Linked DNA regions of Danio rerio: regions 1 and 3 are each linked to region 2. Evidence: chromatin contacts called from public Hi-C data. All regions are on one chromosome and are shown on one strand. The core of a region is the stretch at or near the end of the contact, and the rest is flanking DNA. Distances in the headings are between cores, read along the strand shown. Region 1 holds the start of cog6 (component of oligomeric golgi complex 6). Region 2 holds the start of nek3 (NIMA related kinase 3). Region 3 overlaps cog6 (component of oligomeric golgi complex 6).

Region 1 (4,774 bases), core at 498-2,997, 140 kb before region 2:
TGGACCAACAATGAGCTTTTTGAACAACACGGAATGAGAGATAGGCATACATTTATGCGCGGCTAAATAAAACGCAAAAAAAAAGTTTTGCATGAAATAATTCTTATACTAAGTACTTTTGCATGCACAGCAGCACAGAAACATGACAAAACAGTGACACAGCAAAGACGAACTGCTGCTCTTGCTGTTTTCAAAAGACGCAAATGAAGGTGCAGCTGTTTGTCTGCATTGCAGACAACCATATCCAAATCCATATCCACAGACAACCATATCCATGCTGGCACATAAAACCTTAGGATGTTCCATATTGAATCTAGTTTCGTTATGTAACTATTTATAGTATAGTAAATATTTATATCTATTTTTTACTAAGGATTTGCACCATGTTTATTTGGACTTTGACACATTATTTATTATTTTCTTATTTTTTTATTTGTTCATTGTAAGTGGTGTTGTTTATAGTAACTGAAAATATATTATTTGGAAAAAGTCAAATTTGCTTCACTGTTCTATTATTTTGTAACACTTTTTTTTGTTTAGTTCATTCCCAGACCTTTTGGGCAAATACACTGTCAGTAAATAAATGCATTTTTCCCCCCATAGAAAAACCTTTGTTCAGTCAGAAAACGTGTTCTTATTCTTTTCAGGGTCTTTGCTATGAGAATTACTATTTAATACCGTATACCGCGAAACCGTCAAACCGTGGTATTGTTTTAGACGATTATCATACCGTAAAAAATTCATACCGTTACAACCCTACATGCAAGTATAACTGAAAATAACATTAACACTGTTTATTTGACTGTGAACAGTGTTGTACTTTGATAGTCATTGGCTGCTAATATGATTTCGCTATTTCGGGGGGAAAGTCTGAATGTGCGAATATAAAACCAAGTTCACCTCTATTGCAAACATATGCTGGAATAGTTAGCGATTACGCTGGAAAATGACCGAATGAATAAATAAGCTGTCCCTATGATAAATACAGTTCTGATTCATTGAAAAATCCAGCTTAAATCAGCCTAAGAAGTTGGGCTGGTTTTAGCTGGCCGACCAGCCGGCTTTTAGAGGGGTTTTGGCCCCTTCCAGGCTGGTTTCAAGCCATTTCCAGCCTGGTCTTAGCTGGTCAGGCTGGAAAGTGACCAGCAAAAACCCTCTAAAACCAGCTTAACCATCCTGGTTTAAGCTGGACATAGCTGGTTTTGCAAGGTTTTGCAAGGCTGGTCAAGCTGGTTTTAGCTGGTCATCTCCTAGCCTGTCCAGCTAAAACCAGGCTGGAAATGGCTGGAAACCAGTCTGGAAATGGCCAAAACCCCTCTAACTTAGAACCAGGCTGATCGACCAGCTAAAATCAGCCAACCATCCTAGGCTGGTTTAAGCTGGATTTATCAGCAGGGTTATTATTATATCGACTCAGTAATCCAGCACGGCGTATAATTTAAGTGAAAATTACCTAAAATACGCAAATAGCCTGACAATAAAGACGTGCTGTTTGGTTAGTAATTCACGTTTCAGAATATCTGGCAGTGACAGGTGCAATGAGTGTATGAAAAAGAGCGCTAACAGACAGACATAACGTTACCTTGTCATTGTCGAGTCGCGTCTCCAGGATCTTGTGCAGTTTTCTGGACAGCGGATTGTTGGGCTGTGAGGACACATTATTATTGCTGCTGTTGGAAGCATCAGCTGTCAGATCTGCTTTGGTCTCTGCCATATTCAACATCATCCACGTCAACCTCCAGGAAGATGTTTTGAGTAACGATCAAAAATGTCCCGCCACTACAAGAGCTGGAGACTTTAGTTCCGCGTAATGAGTCGTGCAGGGTGATGGGGGAAAGAAAGAGTGCTAGAAATCCGCACATGATCATGCAGGGTAAAAACAAAGCATCTCAAAAAAAAATAAATAAATAAAATATTATACTACATCAGAGGCCACAAAAGTGCAAAGTGCAAAAAAAGTGCAAAACGTTTTTGAGCAGAAAGTTCTTGCTTAGAGAAAGATTATTATTATTATTATTATTATTATTATTATTATTATTATTATTAATAATAATAATAATAATATTATTATTATTATTATTATTATCATCATCATCGCTGCATTATTATTTATTAAGTTATTATTATTATTATTAAGTTCTTGCTTAGAGAAAGATTATTATTATTATTATTATTATTATTATTATTTCATGACTATTTTTATGATTATGATTATTATTATTTTATTATTATTATCATTATTTCATGACTATTTTTATGATTATGATTTTTATTATTTTATTATTATTATTATTATTATCATTATTTATTACTATTGCTGTATTATTATTATTATTGCAGGGTGAGGCAGTGGCGCAGTAGGTAGTGCCGTCACCTCACAGCAAGAAGGTCGCTGGGTCGCTGGTTCGAACCTTGGCTTAGTTGGCGTTTCTGGGTGGAGTTTGCATTTTCTCCCTGCCTTCGCGTGGGTTTCCTCTGGGTGCTCCGTTTTCCCCCAAAGTCCAAAGACATGTGGTACAGCTGAATTGGGTAGGTTAAATTGGCCGTAATGTATGAGTGTGTGTGTGTGAATGTGTGTGTGGATGTTTCCCAGAGATAGGTTGCAGCTGGAAGGGCAAAAAACCTGCTGGATAAGTTGGCGGTTCATTCAGCTGTGGCATCCCTGGATTAATAAAGGGACTAAGTCGACAAGAAAATGAATGAATGAATAAATGAATATTATTATTTCTGTATTATTATTATTATTATTATTATTACTGACAGGATAATGATAGCTTAAGTATTCTTAAAAATATTAAAACCTGAAATTACACTGTGGGAAGCAGCTAATTATTTTCAGGAGGACAATTAGATCTCGATGAAAATGTAACAATACGGAAAGTTTTGTTTGAGGATTTATTTGTTAGTTCAACCAACCAAAAAACTAACAAACATGCAAACAAACAAAAGATACACATTTATAAAGTTATTCCAAACAATTGTAATACAAAACAATTAAGTTAACTTAAGTTGAACAAACAGTAAAAATTTGTGTATTCTTTTCTTTTCTATTTTTGTTATTTTTCTTTTCTTTTATTTAATGTTTTGTAAAAAAAATATATATATATAGTATAACTGTGCACATTGTATACAGCACATTTCTTTAAAGCAGTCTTGACATTAACTTCCCCTCGCCAGAGGGAAAACTGGAGTTCCCTCAACGATGCATAAACACACCAGCAGCAGATATTGCACCCGCGAGGGCAGAAACCATTGACTTTGAGCTGTTTGTGCTCAGAGGGACTGATGGAGGAGAGTGGAGTCTTTGAGGATGTGACTCTCAGTGTTATTCAGTTATTCACACACACACACACACACACACACACAAACACACACACGCACAGTCGCACACCAGCACGCCTCCTCTGACCTTCTCTGTCACGACATCAGCTGAACTAAAGTACTAATTGCTTATTCTGCACTGGTCAGAAGTCAGTACTTTGACAAATATTTAAAGGCAACCAAAAATAAGTCTCTGGTGTCCCAAGAGTGTGAATGTGAAGTTTCAGCTCAAATTACCCTCAAGTAACTCTTAGCTGAATTCTAGAAATTTGAAAAATGTCTAATCAAATATTGTGAACTGTCTTCATGGCAAAGGCTTAACTAGGTTAATTAGGTTAATTAGGTTAACTAGGCAGGTTAAAGTAATTAGGAAAGTTATTGTATGATGATGTTTTTTTTTCTGTAGACAGTTGGGAAAAAATAGCTTAAAGAGGCTAATAATATGGACCTTAAAATGGTTCATAAAAAATTAAAAACTGCTTTTATTCTTGCAGAAATAAAACAAATAAGACTTTCTTCAGAAGAAAAAAATATTATCAGACATACTGTAAACATTTCCTTGCTCTGTTTAACACCATTTGGGAAATATTTAAAAAAGAAAAAAAAAACAAAGGGGGGGCTATTAATTATGACTTCAACTGTATATATATATATATATATATATATATATATATATATATATATATATATATATATATATATATATATATATATATATATATATATATATATAATTTTTGGGTATATATACTAAGTTTTACTTAGAGTAGAGTGTGAAGAGGACTATCCCCATGCAGTGTGCGGGTGGGCGGAGCCTCGAGTGTGTGAGCGAGTCTTCAGTCACTGCTGCGCTCAGTGTGGGACACACGCACACGCACTGCTCAGCGCTCCTCGGCTCCTATCATACACACTGGGATTATTATTACTTCAGCGTTTTCTGACAGAACTGACACCGAAATAAACAGACTCCAGCAGACCCCATTTGAAAGGAATTTAAGGTGCGTTTTCTGCACGCGCACCGTTCAGCGGATAAAGTTTATTTCTCCTTCAGGATCCCATGAAGCTTCAGTTAACACACGTCGCTCACAAAACACATACATGTGAGTTATTATCGCATTACACCATGTTTCTTCGGTGCATTCATGGTTTGCATGATAATGTTAGCATGGCATGGCTTTATGTGAGAGAGGTGTCTATTAATAGAGGATTACATTTGCTGGAAACTTCTTTCCTGTCAGTATAAGATGTTTAAAGCCTTACTTTATGGATATTTACATTCATGTTATTAATAAACAGGCAGCTTTAATACTAAATTAAGTAAATTCTAATGTTTATGCTATGAATATAGCTTTATTAATGAGAGTTATTCTAAATATTCACATTATGAAAGTGGAAATGTGTGGTTGTAACCTCATTTAAGACTCTTAAAATATACATTTTACATAAAGTAAAC
Region 2 (4,617 bases), core at 548-3,047:
CGAGCCGACGCTGCCGCATCCGAGCCGGAATCGGCCCGAGAGTAATGTGCGCTGTGGCCCGGAGCTGGCGCGACTCAGTATTTATTTACCTTTATATAAAACCTTTTGGTATTACATTGGTACTTGATACATGGTATTACAAGCATTTGAGTTGATATAACAGCAAAGACCTGTGTGTCTGCTTGGGGCTTGTGTCTGTGTTAGTGTGCGCGCGCGCGTATGAGAGAGATAGAGATTTGTCTGTGTGTGTGTGCTTGGTGCTGTGTGTGTGTGTGTTTATACAGACAGCTTGGCTGTCTGGACTGTATAGCTGGGGGATTTTCGGTTTTGTTCTCCCCCGCTCTTTAGCGGATTCGGGCGGGGCGGCCAGAAAACGGGGCGGGTCGGGCAGCGGGACAATAAATTCTTAATATAAGCGGGAGCGGTCGGGTTCGGGCTAAAACCTGGCGGGTGCGGGCGGGAGCGGGATTCAAAATTTAGTCCCGCGCAGATCTCTACGCTCCAGCATGAAGAAGCATGCCTAGCATCCTAAAACGTCAAAAATGTGAATTAAAAGGATTAACATCAATGTAACATCCACATTGATGATGCCCTTTTGAATGGCTGTTTAAGCCACGATCACACCTAATTCATTTATTTATTTATTTATTTTTTGTGGTGACAGGAGCCTTTTTAAAGTGGTTTTCCATTGGGATCAACTATTTTGTTCATTGTTTTTGCACTCTGCGCATCTTGCGTTCTAACCACCTGCTTCAACTTGTGTTTTGATGAAGCGCTCTGTGTGACTGCAGTAAGAAAAAGTCATCGCTGTGCAGAAAAAAACACCTGATGTCACGCGCTCCAGTATGAAGACAGATATACAGAGTGGTTGCCTAGTATCATAAAACATAAAAAATGTGAATCAAAAGGTCTAACATTAATTTAACATCTACATTGATGCCTTTTTGAATGGCTGTTTAGGCCACGATCACACCTAATTAGTTTTTTGCAGTGACAGGAATCTTTTTAAAGTAGTTTTCTATTGGAATCAAATATTTTGTGTGTTGTTTATGCACGAACCGTGCATACTAACCACTTGCAATGCCTTGTGTTTTGAAGTGCTTTGTGTGACTACCGTTAAAAAAGTTATCTCTGTGCAGAAAAAAAACCTGATGTCACGCGCTCCAGCAAATAGACAGTGGTACAGTATGGGCTAGCATAATAAAACATCAAAAATGTCAATCGAAAGGACTAACGTCGATTAAACATCCGCATTGATGTCCTGTTGAATGGCTGTTCAGGCCATGACAACACCTAATTAGTTTGTTTACATTAGTTGCAATGACAGGAGTCTTTTTAAAGTGGTTTTCTAATGAGATCAACTATTTTGTGGGTTTTTATATGCACTCTGCGCATCTTGCGTTCTAACCACCTCCTGCGACTTGTGTTTTGATGGAGGCCTCTGTGTGACTGCAGTAAGGAAGTCATCTCTGTACAAAAAAAAAAACACCCGACGTCACGTGCTCCAGCATGAAGCCCCTTTATACAGTGTGGTTGGCGAGCAAAATAAAAAGTGCAGTGCTCTGTTCTTTTGAAGAGTCTTTTCTAAAGTCAGCAAAGCGTGTAAAAGTTTGATCCACACCCAACATCAAAACCTTCATCACCATTTTACTTTGTCTTGTTTTGATGCCATAATTGTCTGTCTTTAATTCATAATTTGTCTTCTTATAATTTTCTCTAGATAAGCACCACATTGCAGAATGCCCTTATATGGAACTGGTTTGGGCGTGTATTATGCTAATTACTAACCCCTTGATTGCGGGTGCTCATTTAGAACACTCCAAATAAACAGTGGCGTAGCGGACGGGCCCGCAGGGCACGCACCGCGGGGGGGGCCCCGCGTGATTAGGGGGCCCCGCGTCGTCGTGATTTTCAATAAACTCTTGGGAACAACTGTGGTCGGAACTCGGAACCAAAGTTCACAGGTCTGTGTTCTCTAAACACCTTTCAAGCGGTGGACTACTTCATTGCGATTGCTTGCCGCCAATGTTGCCAACTTAGCGTCTTTGTCACTAGATTTAGCGACTTTTCAGACCCCCCTAGCGACAAATCTAGCGACTTTTTTGTGTGTTATTGGAGATTTTTTTTAGACTGTCATTTGTCCATACTGTACCGTCCCTACTCTTCTTAACGAGCTGCGTGTGATGCCGCCGGCCCCTCCCCCGCCTCACAGCACTGACAGGCGGCCCAGTCAGTCCTCTACAGCAGCCTCTCCCACCTGCAGCCCGAGAGCAGATCACGCCTCTGCGTACCGACGACAAATGATTTAGCACAGGCAGTGTGAAGGTATTTCCCTTGTACAGTCAAACCGATCTACTTCTACTTTGTTTTAACAATTTAATTGGACCGTTTATTCTTTTCTTGTTCACAATCACAGATATTTTAGTGACAGTTTCTGAACTTGTCTGAGTTTATTACATGAGAGAGATTACGGCACATTCACTACACATCTATAATGACATACTGTATTCAAACAGCAATAAATTTAGTTAAATAAACATGCTTATATAAAGTGTAGTGCAATTATAAATACCCCTTTATTAACCATATGCTGTTAAACAAACAGAAACGGTAGAACGTGATGACGTAAGTGATATGCAAATTGACGTATGACGTATTCCCCCCACTTCATCAGGGGGCCCAGTCAGCGATCCCTGCAGGGGGGCCTCAGCATTTTGCGCTACGCCACTGCAAATAAACTAACAGAAGAACGAGCTCAAGAACAAACTCATCGGCGTACGCATGTGTTTTGAATTAGATGGAAAATTTCCATGAGAAGTTAATGTACACCATTATTATTCATCCATTCATTCATTTTCTCGTCGGCTTAGTCCCTTTATTAATCTGGGGTCGCCACAGCGGAATGAACCGCCAACTCATCCAGCAAGTTTTTACGCAGCGGATGCCCTTTCAGCCGCAACCCATCTCTGGTAAACATCCACACACACATTCACACACACACACACTCATAAACTACGGACAATTTAGCCTACCCACTTCACCTGTACCGCATGTCTTTGGACTGTGGGGGAAAGCGGAGCACCCGGAGGAAACCCACGCGAAGGCAGGGAGAACATGCAAACTCCACACAGAAACGGCAACTGAGCCGAGGTTCGACCAGCAACCCAGCGACCTTCTTGCTGTTAGGCGACAGCACTACCTGTGCCACTGCCTACAACATTATTAGTTTATTAATTTTGTTTATCAATGTAGTAAAGTACAAGTCATACTTTTCTAAAATTTACTTAAGTACAGACGTGAAGTAAAACTAATTACAATCCACCACTGCATCTAGAAAGCAGAATATCATGCAAACTCGCGATGTTCTATAACAGCCATATATCAGCACATGAAGGTAGCACTCGTAGAAAATGCACACATCATAATAATAATAATAATAATAATAATAATTCGTTACATTTATATAGCGCTTTTCTGGGCACTCAAAGCGCTTTACACAATGGGGGGGGGAATCTCCTCATCCACCACCAGTGTGCAGCATCCACCTGGATGACGCGACGGCAGCCATTTTGCGCCAGACCGCACACCACACACCAGCTGATTGGTGGAGAGGAGACAGAGTGATGATATGCCAATCATGATATGGGGAGGGTTAGGAGGCAATGATGGACAGAGGCCAGTGGGCAGATTTGGCCAGGATGCCGGGGTTAAACCCCTACTCTTTTTCGAAGGACATCCTGGGAATTTTAACGACCACAGAGAGTCGGGACCTCGGTTTAACGTCTCATCCGAAAGACGGAAAGACATGATGACGAAAGACATCAGGTTTAAAGGCTGCTCTGCTTCAGGCTGGACACGTGCTTTCATGACACCTATAAAGCCTTAAACTGCTCCCTGAAGGAGGACGATGCTGTTTGCCATAAATCTTGTTTGCGCATAAAACATTTGAAAAGGCGTGCATATCATCGTTTGGCCAAAGTTCAGATTTCACATTTGTCTTTGGATTAAATACCTCTTGGTTTTTGGAGATTAGTGAAAGGTCAGCTGTAAATGTCAGCTGTACTTTGTGTAATCTGGAGACGTTTGATTCAGTGTTATGCATTAGTCTACAATGTGTGCCAGTAAAATCTTCCTGGATGCTCAAAGTATTTTTTTATGACCGGCACATTAGCATGGACCATTAGGTAATGAATAAAAAATGCAGCCTAGTCTCATTGGAAATCGGTTACTCGTGCAAAATTTTAGCGAAATGTAAAATATGCTTCTCCGGGTATGTTTCGTTGTACGTTTCAAACGACAAATCCACTAGAGGGCACTGTCTACGTTTTCATTCATTTACTTTTCAGCTTAGTCCCTTTATTAATCAGGGGTCGCCACAGAGGAATGACCTGCCAACTTATCCAGCATATGATTTACACAGCGGATATAATTCTAGCTGCAACCCAGTACTGGGAAGCATCCATACACACTCAAACAACCACATACACTATGGACAATTTAGTTTTTTTAATTCAACTATAGTGCATGTGTTTGGACTGTTAAAGAACATGCCAACTGACCTAGCCAGGGCTCGAACCAGCGACTTTCTTGCTGTGAGGTGACAGTGCTAACCACTGA
Region 3 (4,525 bases), core at 270-2,769, 160 kb before region 2:
AAAGGTGCTATGTAAACACATAAAAAATAAGTAACTAATGTCTAATTAACTACGCTAGCTGGCAGCTAGGTCTCTGCAACTTTCACATTGTTGCCCACTGAAGCTAAGAAGGGCTGAGCCTGGTCAGTACCTGGATGGGAGACCCCATGGGAAAGCTAGGTTGCTGCTGGAAGTGGTGTTAGTGAGCAGGGGGTGCTCAACCTGTGGTCTGTCTGATCTAATGCCACAGTATAGTGAAGGGGACTCTGCTTAGAGAGTGCCGGTTTGCAGATGAGATGTTATACTGAGGTCATGGTCATAAAAAAATCTCAAGAATGTCCTTTGAAAAGAGTAGGGGTTTAACCCCGGCATCCTGGCCAAATTTGCCCTTACCATTCCTATGTCAAAACCAGCTTGACCACCCTGCTAAAAAATCCAGCTTAAACCAGCCTAGGCTGGTTGGCTGGTTTTAGCTGGTCAACCAGGCTGGTTTTAGAGGGGTATTGGCCACTTCCAGGCTGGTTTCCAGCCATTTCCAGCCTGGTCTTAGCTGATCAGGCTGGAAAATGACCAGCTAATTCCAGCTAAAACCAGCTTGACCAGCCTGGTTTAAGCTGGACATAGCTGGTTTTGGCTGGGCTCCCAGCCTGCCAGGCTGGTCAAGCTGGTTTTAGCTGGTCATCTCCCAGCCTAACCAGCTAAGACCAGGAAATGGCTGGAAACCAGCCTGAAAGTGGCCAAAACCCCTCTAAATCCAGCCTGGTTGACCAGCTAAAACCAGCCAACCAGCCTAGGCTGGTTTAAGCTGGATTTTTCAGCAGGGCAACCTGGTTTAAGCTGCACATAGCTGGTTTTAGCTGGTAATCTACCAGCCTGACCAGCTAAGACCAGGCTAGAAATGGCTGGAAACCAGCCTGGAAGTGGCTAAAACCTCTCTTAAACCAGCCTGGTTGACCAGCTAAAACCAGCCAACCTGACTGGGCTGGTTTAAGCTGTTTTTTTTCAGTAAGGATTGGGGTTTAAATACATTTTAAGCACTTTTGTTTGGCTGGATTAGCTTGTCAGATGGTCATCAACCACATTTTTTGAGCCTACCAAAAAGGTTTCCAAAAGATTTAAGAATAAAAAAACGTAGAATGATACTTAATTTTAAATTACAAATTTAATACTACATACATCTTTAAAAAAAAAGGATGCTGTTCAAGTTTTAAATGAAAAACTAGCCTATCATTTATTAGGCTAACACAAACTAGCCAGCACATGCAACTTTCCTCAGTCACGCTGAAGTAATGGCCAAAAGAGCATTCTGCTTGGTCTTAAACCCTTCTTTGATAGTTTTTTTTCACAATTTAATATGGCAGAGCAGTCAAAATAGGACAAATGAGTTTGTGTATGGGACAAATTCTGGACCTTTGACAGTGAGGGGTGGATTTTTAGAAACTCAAATAGGATTTGAACAAGTGAGTAAACGATGGCAGAATTTTAGAACCGTCTCCCTAAATTGAATCCAAAGCCATTACCCTGAGTCAACACAAGATGGCGGCCATACTCTAGCCAGAAACAGCAGCGGGACACAGAAAGTAAACTAGCACAGGGCTCAAGGCGACATCAATTGAACAAGGGCATCTATAAAGTATGACATAAGAACAATAGTAGTCAGGTCACACTCTGTCCTCAGAGAGACGACACTGCTGATTCAGCCCTCGCTCATTTCAGCTCTTTCCTCGCACCATTAAAAGGTTACCAGCACTCGGACCTTGCTTTCATTTTGTGGAGCTGCTCGTATTTAGTTACTGCTGACAGTTATTGATAAAAGTCCTCTTACTGTAGTATAATAGACCTATATAATGGCATAAAACAGCAGTTACTGTCCAAAGTAATCTTACTTTAATATAATAAAGTTGAAGTCCGAATTATTAGCCCCCCTTATTTATTAGCCCCGCTGTTTACCCCCACCCCCCCATTTCTGTTCAACAAAGACTTTCTCAACACATTTCTAAACATAATAGTTTTAATAACTCATCTCTATTAACTGATTTATTTTATCTTTGCCATGATGACAGTAAATAATATTTGACTAGATATTCATCAAGACACTTCTATACAGCTTAAAGTGACATTTAAAGGCTTAAGGTTAATTAGGTTAACTAGGCAGGTTAGAGTAATTAGCAAGTTATTGTATAACGACGGTTTGTTCTGCAGACTATCAGAAAAAATTGCTTAAAAGGGCTAATGATTTCGACGTTAAAATTGTTTAAAAAAAAAAATTAATTGCTTTTTTTCTAGCTGAAATTAAACAAATAAGACTTTCTCCAGAAGAAAAAAAAATATTATCAGACATCAGAGCTGTGAAAATTCCCTTGCTCTGTTAAACATCATTTGGAAAATATTTAAAAATGAAAAAAAAAATCAAAGGGGGCTAATATTTCTGACTTCAACTGTATACTGGCATAAAACAGTAGTTATTGTTGAAAGTAATCTTACAGTATAATAGACCTATATGAGACCTGTATTAAGTTTCTTTTGACCTAATTATGCACCACATGGCATTTTATTAAGTGGGACAGGCTCTATGTTTACCTTGTTTCATTGAGACTTCTTTTTTTGTTTTATTTCTACATATTTAGAACATTACAAAAGAAAACAAGAACTCACAGATTACATGAAACCAACTGCAAAACACCTAAATATGTAGCAATTAGAACTATTTAATAAACATATTTTTTAAGAACACGCTCAGCGCTCAAATGTAAGCAGGAAATGGACGTTTTTTAAAATCTCAGTTACTATTGGTACCAAATTCCAGTATTGTGACAACCCTAGTATCAAGGAACTATAACATAATCTAAATCTGCATCCGCAAACCAAATGGGTTTCTGGACCTTCTTAGATTTAAAATGTTGATGATTACACAAAACTATCCCTTGTAGAATTTTAGTGTCCCTGTATCTGTATTTACACTCAGCAGTGAGTTCGGTGAATTGATGACTATCACTGCCAATCACAGTCATTTCTTTTGAACATGTGAACATAATGGCAAATCAGCAATGTTAATGACATGCTCAACTGCGCTCAAATGTTAACTGAAGTGGACATTTTTTAAATTTCAGTATCAATTGGTACTGAATTCCAGTATCGTGACAACCCTAGTATAAGGGAACTATAAGCAACATTATCTGAATCTGCTTCCCCAAACCAAATGGGTTCCTGGACCATCTTAGATTTAAAATGGTGATGATTACACAAAACTATCCCTTGTAGAATTTTTGTGTATGAAAAGAGGGCTCCATTGTACGGTTAAAAGTATCAAAAGTATCGATACCAGTATTTTGATACCAGTTGAAACTGAAATGTTAAAAATGTCCAATTTCTGCAAACATTTGTTCAGAGAACTCACAGCTGTTTACTGAGTGTAAACACAGATACATGAAAACCGCAAATCAAAGCCACAATTTAGCAGCGAATCGCTCGTATGTCAGCTTATAAACAAACCAGCTGATCGACGTGACTTTGAAACACTCCAGTGTCCTTGTATCTGTGGTTACACCCAGTAAACGGGGTGAGTTTGGTTAACCAATAACATTCCCGGCCAATCACAGTCATTTCTGTTGAGCGTGAAAACCATGGCAAATCAGCGCTGAGGAAGAACACGCTCAAATGTTAACGGAAATAAACGTTTTTAAAATATCAGTATCAGTTAGTACCGAATTCCAGTATCGTGACAACCCTGGTATCAAGAAACTATAATACATTATCTGAATCTGCATCCGCATCTGAATGGGTTTCTGGACCTTCTTAGATTTAAAAATGTTGATGATTACACAAAACTGTTCCATGTAGAATTTTTGTGTATGAAAAGAGGGCTCCATTGTAGGGTTGTCAAAAGTACCGAATTTGATACCAGTTGGTACTGAAATGTTAAAAATGTCCAATTTCTAAAAACATTTGTTTAGAGAACTCACAGCTGTTTACTGAGTGTAAACACAGATACATGAAAACCGCAAATTAAAGCCACAATTCAGCACCGAATCGCTCGTTTGTCAGCTTATAAACAAACCAGCTGATCGACGTGACTTTGAAACACTCCAGTGTCCCTGTATCTGTGGTTACACTTAGTAAACGGGGTGAGTTTGATTAACCAATGACCTTCCCAGCCAATCACAGTCATTTCTGTTGAGCGTGAAAACCATGGCAAATCAACGCTAATGAAGAACACGCTCAAATGTTAACGGAAATAGACATTTTTAAAATCTCAGTATCAATTAGTACCAAATTCCAGTATCGTGACAACCCTAGTATCAAGAAACTATAATACATTATCTGAATCAGAATCTGCATCCGCATCTGAATGGGTTTCTGTACCTTCTTAGATTTAAAATGTTGATGATTACACAAAACTGTTCCATGTAGAATTTTAGTGTATGAAAAAAGGGCTCCGTTGTAGGGTTGTCAAAAGTATCGAATTCGATACCAATCGGTACTGAAATGTTAAAAATGTCCAATTTCTGCAAACATTTGTTCGCAGAAATCAACGCTGTTTACTGAG

The links. Hi-C and Micro-C count contacts between places; a contact is called where the count stands out from the background.
Region 1: a Hi-C map of embryo shows a contact between it and region 2, with 4 times the contacts expected there. The contact joins the promoter of cog6 here to the promoter of nek3 in region 2. A contact is called at or near these places in 2 of 18 Hi-C or Micro-C datasets (both in embryo) and 1 of 4 datasets of contacts at active chromatin or transcription factors (embryo).
Region 3: a contact with region 2 is called in a Hi-C map of an unstated tissue, with 5 times the contacts expected there. The contact joins the enhancer-like site here to the promoter of nek3 in region 2. A contact is called at or near these places in 7 of 18 Hi-C or Micro-C datasets (caudal fin, embryo, hematopoietic stem cells and 2 more) and 1 of 4 datasets of contacts at active chromatin or transcription factors (caudal fin).

Annotation. Positions count from the first base shown.
Region 1 is chr15:3,615,803-3,620,576 of GRCz12tu, forward strand. It overlaps cog6 (component of oligomeric golgi complex 6), which reads right to left and starts at 1,748. Exons shown (of 19, transcript NM_001320347.1): 1 at 1,583-1,748. The coding sequence starts at 1,726. LOC100334706 (lipoma HMGIC fusion partner-like) reads left to right here and starts at 4,176. Exons shown (of 4, transcript XM_073924316.1): 1 at 4,176-4,421.
Region 2 is chr15:3,752,004-3,756,620 of GRCz12tu, forward strand. It overlaps nek3 (NIMA related kinase 3), which reads left to right and starts at 1,798. Exons shown (of 14, transcript XM_073924328.1): 1 at 1,798-2,325.
Region 3 is chr15:3,588,547-3,593,071 of GRCz12tu, forward strand. The region is part of intron 4 of cog6 (component of oligomeric golgi complex 6); the gene reads right to left. Among named protein-coding and RNA genes, the nearest start is that of cog6, 27 kb to the right of the region's middle. Within about 2 kb of position 1,520, at least 11 of the 62 cell types and tissues checked have an H3K27ac peak or open chromatin away from gene starts, as enhancers often do.